Linked DNA regions of Oryctolagus cuniculus: region 1 is linked to region 2. A link is a contact called in public Micro-C data. All regions are on one chromosome and are shown on one strand. Each heading gives the region's core, a stretch centred on a gene start, on an enhancer-like site or on the middle of the called end of the contact. The rest is flanking DNA. Distances are from core to core; before and after follow the strand shown. Region 1 overlaps CDC6 (cell division cycle 6). Region 2 holds the start of TOP2A (DNA topoisomerase II alpha).

What was found. A called contact is a pair of places that touch in the nucleus more often than the background predicts.
Region 1: a contact with region 2 is called in a Micro-C map of ear pinna, with 3 times the contacts expected there. The contact joins the enhancer-like site here to the promoter of TOP2A in region 2. A contact is called at or near these places in 3 of 6 Hi-C or Micro-C datasets (ear pinna, liver and an unstated tissue).

Annotation. Positions count from the first base shown.
Region 1 is chr17:22,158,567-22,163,833 of mOryCun1.1, reverse strand. All of the region lies in intron 12 of CDC6 (cell division cycle 6), which reads left to right. Among named protein-coding and RNA genes, the nearest start is that of RARA, 19 kb to the right of the region's middle. Within about 2 kb of position 3,538, at least 2 of the 8 cell types and tissues checked have an H3K27ac peak or open chromatin away from gene starts, as enhancers often do. A contact at or near this core is called in ear pinna, where this site is marked.
Region 2 is chr17:22,065,444-22,071,528 of mOryCun1.1, reverse strand. It overlaps TOP2A (DNA topoisomerase II alpha), which reads right to left and starts at 2,161. Exons shown (of 35, transcript XM_051825665.2): 1 at 1,962-2,161; 2 at 1,054-1,209; 3 at 759-849; 4 at 390-453. The coding sequence starts at 1,982.

The DNA of each region.
Region 1 (5,267 bases), core at 2,289-4,788, 91 kb before region 2:
AACGATTTCTTCCTGTCCTAGCTGAAGTCATCCATATGCTGTATATGAGACTAGGGACTGCCTGGTCCCAACCTGGGACTCAGACCCCCATCTTGCTTCCAGCGGGTATTTCTCTCCTGTCCTCAGCTCTGCACTGGCTGACCTAGTCAGAGCTGGTAGAAGAGGGCGGGGAGTGTCTACCAGTTAGACAGTGGGCTTTAGGACCCAACGGGAGCCTGTGTCTCTTGCAGCAGCCTAACCCAGAAGCAGGGGGGAATCCTGAATCGAGCTGAGGGCTTCCCTGGTTCTCCTGGGAACCCCCTCGCCCCCTGCCAGCACACACCTGAGCAGGTAGGATCATGCGCACCCCTTCCCAATTCTCCCTCTGCCGCCTTTCGCCCCGACCTCTCTGCTCTTAGATCTTGCCGTTTCCCTCTTCGCCAGTTCAGGCTTTCCCCATCCCTCCTCCCCCGTCTCGCCCTGTAGTCCTGGGAGGTGGGAGCCCTGGAACAGCGGGGTGTCTAGAAGCTCAGCCTCTGCACCCTCCAGCAGCCTCCCTGCTTTTCTTCTGAGGCATTCCCCATTCTCGAGCCAAGAATGGAAAGGGGGTGGGGGGAGTCTGCCCAGGCCCCACGCCCTTGCACCCTCCTTTGCAGTATTGCCTAATACCCCTTCCCCCACCTCACCTAGACTGGAGAATTGGCAAGTGATGGTGGAATAGCCAGAGACAGCCAGAGGGGCACAGGAGCCTTCCTGAACGATTGCTTCCTCTCTGCTTCCCATTCCAAGGAGCCCAGGACTTTGCCCCTACTCATACTGATGTCCCCTTCTAGGTTTGTCTCCCGTTTGGACAGCCAAGGCTTTGCTGGAGGGTAGGAGAGGTTATGAGCATTTTGGTGGCCTTTTCCTACAGGGAAAGTGCTTTGAGCTTATAGCCCCCATCCCTCCCATCACCTCCACACTTATTACCAAAAAAACCCCCTTCCCCTTGTATGTGTGTGGGTATGTGTTGTCCATGTGATTGTAAGGTCCATAAATTTGGATAGAGGTCACTTCGAGCATCCAAGGGTAGAGATTCAAGAGTGTGGCCCAGACCAGGACAGGCCCTGTCCAGATGGCTGGAGCAGGGGTATGGACCAGACTGGGAGGTTGCCCAGCAATGTCGCCTCCCGGGGCTCCCAGTTTACCCTTGAGCTGAGAGGTCCCCAAGCTTCTGCCCTCCTGCAAGCTCTAGGAGAGAGCTGGACGGTGCCTATTGCTTCTGGTGGTTTGTTTGTCCTCCTGTGGTGGGCTGACAGGCCCTGCCCTCTGAAGATCTAGGGCATCTCGTTCTGGTTTGGTGGGTTGACAGGAAGGGTGTATGACTTGTCCAAGTAACTGTGTATCTTGCCTGGTGGGTAGTAGCTTAGGAGGAGGGAATGACTGAAGAAACTGGTCACAGCTTGAGCGAAGCCCTCTAGCTCTCAATGTGTGGTGTGGGTGGGCGCCATATGCCCCTCTGGAAACTCAGTCTAGGGTGGAGAATGCTCTGTATTCCTCCATGTCTCCCTGGGTCCCTTAAAAGTTGGTTTTGAAGGAAAGGATGCTTCATAGAGTAGCTCCTTAGCTTTGCTCTTGACTGCAGAAGGGAAGTAGATTCTGACTGTGAGCAGAGGCCTGGATTTCACTCTCCCCAGGGTCACTTAACTGTGTACATGTGTTATCTTTCTCTTCCCTAAGTCACAGGTTCTTCATTTATGAAAATGGCTATCAATAACGAGCCCTGCTTGTCTGACAGGGACAGTGCCATAAAGAGCCTATGTGAAAATGCATTATAATGCCCGGGACAAATAGTGGTTGTGGTGGGGTGTATGTGTGTGTGTGTGCAGGGGGGAGGTGGTAGATGGGTTCCTTTTCCTAAATCTAGGTCAATTCAATTCTGCCTTCATTCTCCTTCCCCCATCCTTGCCCATCTAGGGGATGGTAGAACCAGGCAGGGCTGATGCCCCAGGTACTGCAGAATTCCCCTAACATGGGTTGTAGCTGTCGCCGGAGAGTCTATGGTTTGCCCATCAGGCTTTTCTTCCTCTGGGGCTCTACATCTTCTCCCCTGAGCTTTGTCTCCACCTTCTTTCTGTCATCCCTGCCCGGCGTCCTTGTCTCTGTCTCTCCCCTGCCCAGTGGCCTCCTTGTCCGGCTCACTGGGCAGGAGCCCTAATCGGATTCGACAGCTGAGATATGTGTGGCGGCTGAGAGCAGGCGGGAGGGAAGCCAGTGGGAGGGTGGTGTGAGGGCTGCCCCTGGCACTGCCCGCGCCTCCTGAACACCACCCCGGGCCTGCTGACTCCTCACTTGGCGTGGCCCCAGGGATGGGGGCCAGAGGAAGCTCAGGAATGAAGGGGCTGGGGGCTGGAGATGCAAGGAGAGAGCAACACACCCAGGACCTCAGGACCTAGTTGATATTCAGTGGCCTTCATGCCAGTGTCTGTGGTTCTGACAAGGAGAGGACAGCAGATGAGCGCCAGGCTGACCCTACCCTCTCCCCATCCCCATGGCCCCGCTTTCCTCTCGTTCAGGAGTGTGCTCACTTTCCCCATCCAGCCCCTTTGGCCAGTACCTCGTTATGGGTCACATCTGGGAGCTGCTGGGGATGCCATGTGTCTGCCTCAATCTGGGCTGCTTCCTCCCCTCCGAGGTATTTCTCTCACTCACTCTCTGGGCTGGTCGCCAGGACTCCGGGTTTCCCGCCTGCCTCGCGGTACACAGCTCCCTTGCAGGCCTCCAGAGAGTCACTAAGCTGCTTTCCTTCCGCCTGTGTGAGGAGGGCCTCCCCCCAAGGCTGGGAGGTGTCAGGAATCCCAGGTGGTCTGGGGGGGGAGCATGTCCCCTGGCATCATAGCACCAGGCTTCTCTCTCCGAGCCTCTGACTCAGCTTGGGGGCAGTGCATGCCCATCCTGGCAGGCATGGCCTGTTCTCACCTCCAAGCATCTATCTTTACACATTCGTAGCCAAGATCTGCCTTTTTTAGCCTTTTTTCTCATAGTATCTGGAGGTGGCCATTGAAACCCGTATGTCTGCACCCACACATTTTAGGGAACAGGGATTAACATAATCGAGGCTGGGGTACTATTTTGTCTTCCCCCTAACCAGGCCAGGATGAAGAAAACTGGCACAAACTTCCCCTTGCCAATTCCTTCTGCCCTCAAAAGATCAGTCAGTGGAGCCAGACCCTGCCTTCTTGGTGCCCACAATGTGGTTGGCACTGATTTGTCAGAAATTGGGAAGGTTTCCCTCCAGACCGCTTGCCTCCTTTCTCCTCCCACAGGGTAGGGGCAGCTCTGTGATTGTAGGCACTTATGGGCAGGCCTCCCCCTAGGGAAGGGGTGTGGGATGCCCCTGAGATGGCCAACTTGGCACTAGTCCCAGGCTGGAGTGCTGGACGTGGTTCTGAGCTGGGAGGTGCTGGGGGAGGGCAGGGCATGGGCCTCCCTGCCCCCTTCATTTCCTGCTCTTTGGGCAGCTGTGGGCGAGAAAGGCTGCAGGGACTATTTTTAGTTGGTCTGTCCCCTGGCAGGAGGGACGTGCAGAAAAGCACGGGGCAGGCAGAGGGGCTGGCCAAGGTGAGGGAAATCAGGCAGGCAGAGGAGCGGGGAAGGGCTGGAGGGGCAGCAGAAAGAGAAGGAAGCATGTTGGGCAGGGGCAGGACCTTACTGGGAGGGGCCTGATCCAGGTAGATGAGCTGGGCTGGGCAGAAAAAACCTGGACCCCTGAAGATGCTCTGGCCAGCTGGACTCAGGATGGAAGGAGATTTTGAGGCCACCTGGGCAATCCTTTCTCCTTTCAGAGAGGGCAACAGAGGCAGTGATTTGCCCTAGGACAGTCAGTCAGTCACTGGCTGCATTGCAGTCTGAACCCAGGCAGCTTACACTGTTACTTTCTCATCATGGTCCCTCCCACTCCCCACTGAAGCCAGGAGGACCTAAGCCCAGGCACACCTGGTCTGTTTCCCTCTGTTTGTTTGTGCAGGGTCTCTGGTAAACCCCAGCTTGGTTTGTTTATAGATCTGCACCATGTGGAAGGTCTGTGTTCAGGCTGGAGTTTGTTTGGGTGGCCTGTGACCACGGGTGTGGACTGAGGTGCTGGGAGAGTTCCAGCAGCCTCACAGGCTGGTGAGCTGTGGGACTCAGAGGCACCTTAGAGAAGGGAAACCCTGGCTACCTTATTTTAGAGACCCATAGAGGGCCAGGTATTTGTCCACGGTCCCAGGATGAGTGGAAGGGTAGGACGCAGGTCTCCAGGCGCTCCAAAGCCCTGTGTGAGTCCTGCCATGCCCTGGACCTGTGGGTTGTAGTGGTGGTTTGCCAACTCCTTCGACACAGGAAAAGAGCAGGGCTGAGGAGTGGGCTCACAGGCTTCTGATCAGGGTCAGAAGGGATTCTTCCACTGAGGCATGGAGGCCCAGGCATGTGTTTGAGGAAAGTTGGGGGGGTGGCATGGGAAGAAAATTCAGTGGAGAATTGTGTCAGAATTCAGTCCATATTATGTCTCTTGCCAGCCTCTCCCCCAGGGCCACCATGTTGTACAGCTGTAGACTATAATGTGGCTGGCGCCCCCTGTAAGTTGTTCAGTTCAGGGCCCTGCCTACATAGCTTCTTGTGGTGCACCTGTTCTCTACCCTCTTTCTTCAAATTAGATTAAAAGCAAGATGAAAGGAGGTATTCCACACAGGCCTAGTCCAACACCCTGTCCCCGGCACTGCCTCCTGCCACTCAACATCTATTGCTCCACTGCCCACCCCTCTCCTCCAAGCAGGTCTCAGTGGGCCACAAATAGTGGTGCAGGAGCAGCTCCCCCTCCCTCCACTCCGTTTCTGTGTCTCTGGGGGGCTGATTTATAATGCCCCCCTCCCAATCAGTCCTGCCGCAGTGTGTGAGAAATCAATAGTGCAAATGGATTGAGGCTGTTCAGTCTGTCGACTCCCCGTGGGCCCCTTCAGCTCTCGTGGGACTTGCAGAGTTACTCAGTCCCCTTCCAGCTTAACATACACATAAATATACACACCTAGTGGCTGTAGCCAGAGCACTGAGCACAGGAACCACTCTCTCTGTTCCTCTCATTCTCTCTCTCTGTCTCTCTCTCTCTCAAATATACTGGGCTGGTCTTGGCATGAAAATATGCTTGAACATTTATTTTCTAGTTTGGGTGGAGTGGAAGTAGAGGGGCTTAAAGGGCAGTGGCTGCCAGCCAGAGGTGGGGAAGGAGGCAGGTGGGTGAGGGAGATGGAGGAAGGGCTAACGGGGGAAGGCGT
Region 2 (6,085 bases), core at 912-3,411:
CATTTATAACCAGAAATGGTATATCAGAACATTCTCTACTCCCATCTGCTGGTTTATTATTTGAATAACACCAAGAGAAAAAACTAAGACTATATAATACTCAGAGCAATTACAAGATGCCTGCTGAAGTAGTTCTGCACTGTGCCATGATGTCTTTACTTTGAAATGACTCAGAAAAAAAAAATAGATGCAGCAGACATGGAAAAACGTTGACAACTGGTGGGTTTATTTAGTGGGTATCACAGGTTGTTCATTTTAGCATTCTGCTTTTCTGTACTTTTGCAAATCTTTGTTTAAACGAAATTCAACTTCATTGGTAACCAAAGTAAATGCAACCAACAACAACCCAATGAACTATAAGAAACAAAAGAACCAAGCAAGAGACATACGGATCAATGGTGACTCTAATGCAAGACATTTTGGGGTCCCTTTGTTTATTGTCCGCAGCATTAACTGAAAGAAAAGTAAAATACATATTTGTAAGAAATTGAAGTGTTTTAAAGAATTCCTTTATAGAAAAAAAATTTCCCAAACAGCACAGGAGTAGCATTAACAAAATGTTAATTTAGCAATTTTTATTCTTAGTGCTGTTTTAGGAAACAGTTTTCTGGGTTTCAGTAGACTGCCTCACTTCTGCCACTTGTGCGAAATGACAGGAGCTCTGACTACAGAGGGTTTGGAAAGCGCGATGCTCCCTATGAAGGATTTGACCAGTTGAAGGATTTGACCAGTAGATCTTTAAAGCATTCACCACTCACCTAGAATCTCGTCAAAGATTTTGTACAAACCAGGAACAAAAGTGACTTCCCTGTAGTTAATACCAACATCTTCATCGTAAACCCACATGTGCTAGAAATAAGGCAAAGACATAGTTATTTCTCTTCTGTACTTATTGTTTTGTCATCATGGTTACTGTAAAATCTTCTAGGTTTTAGATATAGTAGTTTAGGCCAGTTCCAATGACACCTCGTACATGAAGTACGAAAAAGCTAACTTAGAAAAGTGTAACATTTCAATCGATAAATTAACTGCATTTAGGTAGCTTAGTTTTACCTGGGTCACTAATTCTACAGAGCCAATGTAGGTATCTGGGCGGAGCAAAATATGTTCCAACTGCGTTTTCTTTTGATAGATTCTTTCAATAGACAGTCTCTTCTTCGCATCTTCATTTTTCTTTATTTTGTTCATTTGCATATTTTCATTGACAGGCTAGCAATTTTAAAAAAGAAAAGGGCTCTTTACTCACAGGTTTATAGGAAACTACGAAAAAGTGTCTACCACAGCGATGCACTTCACTTTGCAATCTGTTGTCTGCTGTTGGTGGCGTTTAGAGCAAACAGGGCAATTTCAAGTTCAGTGCAGCCAGCCTCCCGGGCGACAGATTAAATGGACATCACATTATCTCAGCACCTGTCGATGCTGCGAACACCTGTTCCTTGGACGACTTTGGATGTCACCCGCACACGAAGCTACTGCGTGCCCGCCATGTCCTAGGCACGGAAGCGTCTAGGCAGTTTGGGGGCTATCAACCCAACCCACTGGCCCCGGGAGGAGGCTCTCTGGGCCAGCCGGGCCGGCCGGCTCCTCGCCGGCAGCCCTGGGCCAGGCTCTGCACCCTCCGAGTCGGGCGACCTCCATCCCGCGTCCACGCAGAGAGCAGGAGGGAAGCACCTGACGCGCCACTTCGAGTCCCGCACGGACCGGCGCGGAGGCCGACCAGAGGGCGAACTGTCCCCAGAAACAGTAAAACGACATACAACGCCCCGAAGCCGTTCAGCCGAGTCACTGCTAGCGCCGTGAGGGGCTTCACTCTCCTCGCGATCACCCCGGCCGCGGAATATGGACGCCCGGCCGGTCGCGGGCCAGACTACAGCCCAGGAGCCTCACCCCCTCACGGGCAGCCAGAGAGACGCCCCGGCCGCACCGAGGCTCCACCCTCCGGCCCCTTCCTCGAGCGGTACCTGCAGTGGTGACACCTCCATGGTGACGGCCGTAAAGGGGCTCGAGAACCCTAAAAGCGACTAAACCGGTGGGACCCACGAGACGATCGGAGACCGAGCCGCTACTCCACAGACGCGCGTCGGTTGGAAGTCCCCTAGACTCATTTGAACCAGCCTCTAGCCCGCCCAAAACAGACGAGCCAATCCCCAACTTGTTCTCATTGACACCCTCCTGAAGAACCAATCGTGGCTGACTTTTTATATCCTCCCTTGGACGGCCAAGGAGGCCGGGCCTGTTCGAATGAACCAATTAGGCAGGGGAGGCGGGTCTAGAGGGTTAGCAGAGGCACTCTGGGAATCTGAACTGAGAGATTGAAAAGGAATCTGACCAATGATGAGCGTTGGTTTGTTCTCTCCTGGCCGAAAACCCTGAGGAGCGGAGCCGAAGAAGCGGGAAGGGGTTTCCTGTACTGCCTGCTGGCTTATGAGGAAGAGGAGGGAGATATTTATTCCTCAGGCGATGTTAACCTATGTCAGAACCCTGAAATAAAGTAGTTAGCGAGCGAACGGCAATTTCTGTGTTTTCCTGGGGGAAACTGAGCCCCGGCTTTCCGGACAGGCAGTTCGGGCCATCCGGTTAAGATTTTCTGGCGTCTGCCTCAACCTGACGCCTTCACGGCATCCCTCCATCTCCGCTCCCCCCAAGGATTTAGTTTCCAAATACGAAAAAGTTCCACAGTTGTGGGTTTGGGGCATCGAGAGGCTATGCGCGATAGAGGGCGGCGGTCACGCTCCCAGCAGGGCCGTGTGGATCCGGCGCCCGCGCATCCACAGGGCTCCGGAGCGGAGCGGGGCTTGGGGCCGCCAGGGACCCCGCGCCCTCCTCGGGGGGTGGTGCTTGTTACTCTCGCCCTCGTCCTGTGGGTGTTTGAGTGGATTTTTTTTCTCCCCGCGCCTCAGCACAGTTCAGCGCGTTTGGGGAAACAGCACAGCGGGAATGGCTGCTGATTGCGGCTGAGCCCCCTCCTTCCGTCCACCTACGTTTCAGCCCCAGCTCAGCGGTTTGCCAGCTGTGTCATCTTGAGGGAGGAAGCTTCCCGAAGCTTCCGTTTCTTCCCTGGTAGCTTCTGCCCAGCCAAAGGCTAACCAGGCCCTGGGCTCCAGGGCCAGCGTCCAGTCTCGAAGTTTCCCCAGACGCAGGCTGGCCCTGTCAATCACGCTGCCTTCTTCCTCCTGGAACGCAGAGCCTGCCCAAGGCTGGCAGTCGGCCCCTACAGCTCCCAGCCCTCACCCTGTGGTTCACCCAAGCATGCAGGACCCCGCCTCGACCTATCTGAGATAAGGCAGTTCCAACCCTCTGTTCTGTCCCCCGGCCTTAAATCTCACCTGTCGCTTGGCCTTATCCTGACTGTATGGATCTCTGTCCCCAAAACCCAGAAGCAGAGCCATGGAGTCTAAAGGATTTTGGACTCCCACATCCCTGAGGCTCGGTTTGTTTCCTCAGGTCGTTGTCCTTTATCAAGGCCACAGAGGGCTCACTGAGATGTGGAAGCACCTAGGACCATCCTTCTCCCACCCTGTGGCACAGGGTGACCTTACCCTGGCCTCCGCCTTTGCCTTCTCTTCTGGGCACAAGCTGTTTCCTGCTTGGCCTGACCCCTTCACACAGCCATTCACAGGGGCACCTTCAGGACATTTTGGGAATCACTGAAGAAGGAAGTACTCTGGACAGATGGGTCTGAGTGGCACAGAACATAAAAGAGAACACCTGGAGCCTGCCAGCCACTAATCTGCTAAGCAAAATGGGTTGGGCCTCAATTCCTGAGGGCTGTGGTGTGGGAGGGGGAAGCTGTGGTCCTCATTACAGCCTTCCCTCACTCAGCAGGGGTCCAAACTGGAACTTACCCTCAGCCCTACCCCAACCATGTGTAGGGGGGTGGTTGGTGAGTACTTGCCACGTATATGACCTTGAGCAAGTCACTCAGTCTCATTGTGTCTCCATTTCTTCATCTCAATGGGGATGGGCCAAAAGAAAAAAGAAACGGGGATGGGGTTTGCATTACGACGACGCTGGCTGGAATGCCTGCATTCCATATTAGACTCCCTGGGTTCAATTCTTGGATTGCAACGTCTTGCTAATGCACATCCTAGAAGGCAGCAGTGATGGCTGAAGTAGCTGGGCCCCTGCCGCTCATGTGGGAGACCTGGATTGACTTCCCAGCTATTGGTGGGCACTTAGGAGTGAACCAGGAGATGGTAGCTCTGTCTGTCTGTCTCTTTCTCTCTGCCTCTCCAGTAAATCAATAACACATTTAAAATGGTGATAATGGGGAGTACCTCCTTCTCTTTATAGACTAGTGAGATAACAGGTGACGTGCTGGTTTGGTGTATTGCCTTGGCAAAGAGCAAGTGGTCAAACCATATTGACAATGATTACTTCTGCTCCCTTGCAGGACTTTCCTCCCCTTGTCAGTGTCAAAGCCACTTCAAAATTCAAGGCTCTGAGAAGCTTATCTGTTTAACTGAAGCTCCATCAAGTCTTTTGGAGCATATTAGCATATGCAGATAATTTCTTTTAATAAGTATTCTTTGGTTGGTTTCTCTGGGGGTTTTGTGTGTTTCAGATTCCCCACTCAGGGAGGGGACCGAGCAGACAGCGGCCAGACTGAAAGCGAGGCTCTGGATTTGGGGTTTGGAACAGGCTAGACTAGAGCCCACTGGGAGTTCTTGGATGAGGCCGGGCCAGTGCCAGGGTACTCAGGTGGTTAAGGCTGAGCCAAGAGGCTCTGTTTGTTTTGAGGTTGACAAGTGGTGGTGGGTTCTGGTCAGGTTTTTTTTTTTTTTTTGGCCAGGGATACCAGCCTTGGGTTGGAGGAAAACCCAGAGTGTCCCACAAAGTTCAGTGTCTAGGTAATTCCTGGCAAACAAACCTGGAGGGCTCAGACAGAGGTAGGAGGAGGGTAAGAGAGGTTCTGGAGAGGAGCAGCTAGGCCCAGAGATTAGTTCCCGAATCTCTCAGATGTTTCCCTCAGCAGAATCTATCAAAATTTCAAACATGTACACACTTTTAAACTCAGCAATTTAACTTCTAAGAATACTGGATGCAGTTCACCAATTGTACAAACAACAGGGTTATTGGTAATATTGTTTTTATTTATTTAACATTGAATTGTCAGCTTCATTTTTATTTGAAATGCAATTAAAGACAGAGACAAACATCTTCCATTTGCTGGTTCCCTCCCCAAATTCCCCACCACAGTGAGGGATGGGCCAGGCAGAAGCCAGGAACCTGGAACTCAGTCCTGCTATCTAATTGGATGGCAGGGACCCAAGTACTTGAGCCATCATCTGCCGCCTCCCAGCGTGCATGTTATCTGGAAGCTAGAATCAAAGGCATAGCCAGGACTCAAACCCAGGCACTCTGATAGGGGATACAAGGGTCCCAAGTACCATCTTAACTGCTGCATCTTATGCCCACCCCCAAGAAATATATTGTTTTTAATAGAAAAGAACTAGTAGCAATCTAATAGAATAATCAGCTATTAAAGAGAATAAAGTTAGTCTAAGTATACTGATATGGAAATATCACTAAGATGTATTAAGTTAAAAAAATGAGATGAAGGGTAGTGTGTAAATTATAATTACATTGGGTTAAATAAAATTATATATAATTTAGGAGCAGGCATTGTGGCTTCCCTCTGTCTGATTCATTTTCCTGCTAATGTGCCTGGGAAGGCAGCAGATGATGTCCCAAGTGCTTAGGTTCTTGCCAATCATGTGGGGGACTAGGTTGGAATTCTTGGTTCTTGGCTTCAGCCTGGCCCAGACCTGGCTGTTGTGGTCATTTAGGGAGTGAACCAGTGGCTAGCAGATCTTTCTCTCTCTTTGTCTCTCCCTTTCTCTGTGTCATTCTGCCTTTCAAACAAACAAATCAATAATCTTTAAAAAGTATATCTAATCTATCTATCTATGCATTGAAAACATCTAGAAGGAATTGCAAATAGGTAGAAGGGGAGGAAGACTCACTGTTTAAATTTATTTGTTTATTTGAAAGACAGAGTTACAGAGAAAAGGAGAAACAGAGTGAGCTTCCATTCTCTGGTTCACTCCCCAAATAGCTGCAATGGCTGGGACTATGCCAGGTT